2 separate regions of the Anser cygnoides genome follow, and region 1 is linked to region 2. Evidence: chromatin contacts called from public Hi-C data. All regions are on one chromosome and are shown on one strand. Each heading gives the region's core, a stretch centred on a gene start, on an enhancer-like site or on the middle of the called end of the contact. The rest is flanking DNA. Distances are from core to core; before and after follow the strand shown. Region 1 holds the start of SMLR1 (small leucine rich protein 1). Region 2 holds the start of AKAP7 (A-kinase anchoring protein 7).

Region 1 (2,700 bases), core at 118-2,617, 150 kb after region 2:
GGTTTCCCTGCAGAGCCCTGCAGTCAGGATTGTCCTAGACAAGTCTGCTTTTGAGATCATGGGTGAGCTGTTGGAGCTGAAACCTGCAGTACAATGCATCATGGACATTTGTCCCTCATGGGATTCGCATCGAGCTACACCAAGAAGCGTGCTGAAGTTTACTGAGGAAATCTAGGATGTCACTTTAGCTTCTCCAGCATTCCTTAAGGAAAAAAGGTCAAAAGGCAGCTAATTTCAGGAACAAGCTTAGCTAACGTCTGCAAGGAGGGGTTTTGGAAGGGCTGAAGGAAAAACAAGATAAGGACTGATATGAATGCACTCTGGGACAGGCCGTGGCAGTTTTTGTTTAAGATTGGAGGCTTAAAATGAGAGCGGCATGTGTGTACATCGGCTCAGATTGAGCAGTCTCAGACTATATATCAGACCTAGCTGGGACTCAAACCTGGAAGGCATGAAAACCATCCCATTAAAATGTGGTGGTCTGATGTGCAGGGATTTCTTTCCTGAAAGGAATCCCCTGCCTGCTACAGCCATAGCCCTGTGTCTTTGTGCAGGACGCATCAGATCCTGTGAGGACCCCGGTTTGCAACACTGGTGTGAGGTTTGTGTCGCTTGCTGTGCGTTCACCTGGGTGGGCAGGCTGTTTCTTCTGCTGCTTTTACTGTAAAGATGGATTTCGGAAGCAAATATAAGCTGATTTTAACATAGAAAAATTAAAATGGCAAATGTACATTCACGTACCAAGTAAGAACAAATGCATACCTTTGAAAGAACACAGAGGCACGCTCAGCAGCCAGCTATTGTGGGGTGTAGCTGCTGGCAGCTTCATGCTGAAGACTCACACAGAGAAAAACAATCTTTGCTCTAGCCGCCCTATTCTTTTTCTCCATTTGGTTGTCTTTTTGTACTGCATCATAGGTAAAACTACAGAATTTTCAGTGAGGATTCAATCTGAATTCCAAACATATTTTTATAATATTTTTTCAAATTGGAAAATGGCTTAAAATGCAGTACAGCTTCAGAAGAGTAGGATCATTGTTCTCTTCGGTCTAGTTAAGAGTACAAGCCTGACAGCAGCCTGTTGAATGAGAAGTTTTGTCTGCCTACCCACTCTTTCTGCCTGAATTGCGACTCACCTTCTGATAGTTGCATCCTGAAATAGGCGATGAGCATCAGGAGGAATAAAGCCACAGACATGAAGATCCAGCCAAAGAGAATGCAGCCGGGTAGCTCCCTTACAAACACGGAAATAATGTAAGTTAGGCTCATTTCTTCTGCAGCAGCCTTGCTGAATAAGTTTCTTCAGCTCTGTAAGTGTGGAGCTGATTTATCCTGCTTTCTTCCTTTTTTTTTTTCTTTTTTCTGCATCAACATTCTGCCCTTTGCTCAGACTATTATCACTTTTTGGACTTTGGTTTGTTTGTATAGGCCCGTGATTCTTAATAGGATTGGAGTTCACTTGTAAAGTTACTCAACCATGGAGTTTAAAAGTGCTTATTCAAGTAGTGTAGGGCTCTGAAACCTTTGGATATGTTGGGCTGGGCGCAATATGTAAAGCTGCTGCCTTTTCAGCAGTATGGGCTCTGTCGTCTGCTAATATACATGCCATTCTGAATAATAAGCATACTCCTTCCAGATATATTACTGATTTTACAATAGACCTCAATTGTTCCCTCAAGGTGAAGACCCTGTTATACATACAGGTTGGAACACAGGCATACATGTACTCTCTGTTCTGAAGTTTTCAGACCAAACCACTGAGGCAGGCACAAGTGAGAGAATGGTGTTGTAGCAACAGCATTTTTTCCAAAAAGTAGCTGCTGAACAGCAAAATTCAGGAAGGATTCTTTTTTTAGAAAAATCAGAAATATTTGATTCTCAGGGACATACATGCCAAAGAATTTATGAACCTTTTAAACATCCAAGTAAGCAACTGGATTTGGGGTGTTCAGTTTTTCCCATCTGGTCACCAGTCCATAGCAGAACTGTGTCTAGGACGCACTGATAAGTTTAGAAAGAAGACTAGCCATAATATATCCCTTCCTTACACCTTCAGATTTATAAAACCGTCACCTCAGTAGATGTGGCATCTTGATGTCACCTGGAGACAATGCAGAGTCTTGCCATTTGACCTGCCCGCATGCTTGAATCCCAGCAGAGACATGCTTCAAGTTGTCAGAGATCAGGTTAGTCTACCTGAACATCCAATCTGTGGCATATCGCATCTGATGCCCAATGAAGGAAGGTACCAGGTAACATAAAGCATTATGGTTTTGTGGCTTCAGCAGCTTGTTATGACATGGACAACAAATCTGGCCCATTTTACGAGCATTTGTTTAATACCTACCAAATCTGAAATGGGACTGTGAGCTCAAAACGGAAACTACCATTTTAATAGCAATTTTCTCTGGATGCCCAGCAGTGATGTAGAAGATTTGACTAATTAGGCAGGTGGGTAGGCTGGAGTTAATGGAAAATGCAGTGGATTTGTAGTGAACAAATGTGTAGTGTCACTTGTAATGAACACGTTACTTCTGTGTTCACTTTGTATTCTTTATCTACTGTATTCAAAAGGCAACTAATCTCACCTAGCAATTGCTTTAAGTTTGTAGTTTTATTTGAGCTGTAACGTATCTGGCAAGAGATCGTTCTTTTGTGACAAAAAGTGATGGTGAATATCATGTTTGCAGACAAATTCCT
Region 2 (2,737 bases), core at 130-2,629:
GGTTGTGATCTGACACCTAACTTTGTGCCAGAGGCTAACTAAAAAGCAGCGAACTATTTAGTCTGGTTGCTTGTTCCCCCTGTAGACACTAAAAACTATGTGCAACAAAGAGATGCTAAAGCAATAATAAATTTATTACTTAACATATACATCAAAGCTTACGCAACAGATTGTTGCTGGTGAACTACCAGCACACAGAAAACAATGTTTTCTCCTTCAAAGAGATCGCCAAGTGAGGGGCAAAAAAAAAAAAATCCATGAAACTGGCAACCAGGTAGGTCGGTCTGGGGCACAGAAGTTACCAACGAGATCCCGAAATGCGGAACCGTGCCCAGCCGAGAGCAAAAGGGATCTGTCATGGTAGCACCGGCTGCAGACCGGGGCTCGCATGAATCTGAGGGGTGTGTATTGCAGATGTCCGCAGGAAAAGCCATACACCTCAGGCAGCCTGCACGTTTCTGCCGGCTCCCAGGGGCAGGTGGGCACGGCAGCGGCACAGCTTGCCGTCAGCAGCGCCCCTTCTCCGAGCGGCCGGCTCGTCCGAAGGGGCACTGCTGCTGAACACGCGCTGAGACCCGGGCAGAAAGCCTCATCCCACCCCTTTCCTGGCATAAAATACCGCAGGAAGCAGCAACAAAGTCCAAGGATTGTACCCTAGTCACTAATACAAGGTGAGGACAACTTTTCAGGATTCCTGACATAATGCAGGTAACCTGAGACCTCAGTAACCCAAGAAGTAGGAGCTCCTTGATCACCAAGCTATTGTAGGATGAACTCTTTTTAACTGCACGTTTAATGGTATTGCCTGGGGTTTATATACGAGCAGGCATCTACGTTATCCCCATGCTTGTCTTTAAGTGCTTCCTGATCTCCACGAGCCATCTGTTCCAGCAGGAAATAAAAAATAACCATGAAAAAAAAAAAAAAAAAGATACACCTAGCTCGGAAAGGGAAGCTCACCCAGCGGGGAGCCGTAAACCACGTTTTATTACTTGCCACCTGCCCGCCCGAGGCCGGGTGGATCAGGCCCGGGCGTCCCCTGGAGCCCACCCGGTCCCGTTACGCGGGCCGCAGCCCCGGGACGGCGCGGGGGTGCCGAGCCCGGCCCGGCCGCCTCCTCTCCCTCCCTCCGGCCGCCTCCTCACCGTGCTCCCGGGGGGGGGACCCAGCGGGGGGGGACCCACCGCCCCCCGCTGCCGCTGCCGCCGCCGCCGGGCGCAGCGCCATGGGCCGCGGCGGGGCCAGGAGGGCGCGGGGGCGCAGCGCGGGGCGCAGCGCGGGGAGCAGGCGGCGCAGCAGCCGCTGCATGCCCGGCGGGGCCGGCGGGGCGCTCCGCTGCGGGACGGCCGGGGGACGGGGCCCGGCGCTCCCCCGGGACTACAGCCCCCGGCGTGCCCCGCGCACGGAGCCCCGCGTGGGGCATGGCGGGAGGGGCGGGGGTGGGCCGCCCTGTCGGTGCTCCCCGCCCCGCCGCTGGCCCGCCCAGGGGCGGCGCTCATGGCGGCGCTGAGGGGAATGAGGGTTCCCTGCGCGGGTTTCGGTTGTGTGTTGTGCCCTGTGCTGTTCCTGCAGCTTGTACTCTGCGGTGTGCTGTTGTCCAGCTGCCCTGTACGCAGTGGAGGCATCCAGATAGCGTGTCCTGACACGAGATGTACATTTGTTGTTGTGTACATCTCGTACATGTCACATACATCTCATATATGTCACGTACATCTCATATATGTCATGTACATCCCATATATGTAATGTACATTCCATATATGTTATGTCCATTTGTTGTTTTCACTCTTATTTTACCAAAATTTGGCAGCTAAACAGAACGCCTCTAACTCCACAGGAGTGCTTTGAGCTGACTACTCCTCAGACTCCTCAAAATAATCATTTGTATTTTGGGACCACCAGAGGAACTTTATACCACCCAAAGCACTAATTTTTATCCGTTTAGCTGCGGTCCAGGGAAAAACATCATCTTCCTTGAAACATCCATTCTTTATGCAATCACCCGGTCTCCTGACATCACTCTGGCCCACCCTTACCGTTGGCAATAATGCTTCTACTGTGGCTGTACAATCTCCTATTGGGAATCAACCTCTTGGGTGTACACGAGAGGCTGTTTCTCCGAGGCGAGGAATGCAAGACACTATTTTCCTGCTTAAATAAAGACTTTGTGCCCTTTGGAAGCCAAACGCTGTCACTACATTCTGTGGGCGAAGCCAAGCCAAATCTCGCCTTCTGTTTTTGCAGATCAGCCTGTGCATATAGACCAGATCTGAAGGAGCTGATTGTTTATCCATATATACAAATTCTTACTTTCGCTTTTAAAGGGAGTAGGATTGGAGGGGGAAAAAAATAAAAAATGGCTGTATTAGGGAGGAAGCCGCAAAGCTGCATGCATTCTGGATGTTAGAAGCTGAGAGACTAGTGAAAATTAAGGGAGTTTCTGTATTTGGCTTGTCTGTGCCTTCCCTTTCTGGGAGATAGTTTGTTTGGAAATACTTTACAACCTTTTTGACCCATTTCATGCTGTGTTTGCCCTCAATGTCTTTCACACTGTTTTCATGGGGTCTGTATAGACCCATGGAAACCAAAGCCTGGATTTGACACAAAAATCCAAGTTTTGGAGAATCTCAGAGAAGCTTTATGATAAGGCTGTTGGCTGTTTTGCTTACTGTATGTGTTTCAGCTAAATAACAGCTATCGTTAGGAGGCTAAATACGTAAGTGGTCACCTGTTCCTA

The links. Hi-C and Micro-C count contacts between places; a contact is called where the count stands out from the background.
Region 1: a Hi-C map of liver shows a contact between it and region 2, with 1.6 times the contacts expected there. The contact joins the promoter of SMLR1 here to the promoter of AKAP7 in region 2. A contact is called at or near these places in 2 of 7 Hi-C or Micro-C datasets (both in liver).

Annotation. Positions count from the first base shown.
Region 1 is chr3:63,417,757-63,420,456 of Taihu_goose_T2T_genome, forward strand. SMLR1 (small leucine rich protein 1) reads right to left here and starts at 1,368. Exons shown (of 2, transcript XM_066994298.1): 1 at 1,137-1,368. The coding sequence starts at 1,269.
Region 2 is chr3:63,265,971-63,268,707 of Taihu_goose_T2T_genome, forward strand. It overlaps AKAP7 (A-kinase anchoring protein 7), which reads right to left and starts at 1,380. Exons shown (of 9, transcript XM_066994279.1): 1 at 1,146-1,380. The coding sequence starts at 1,308.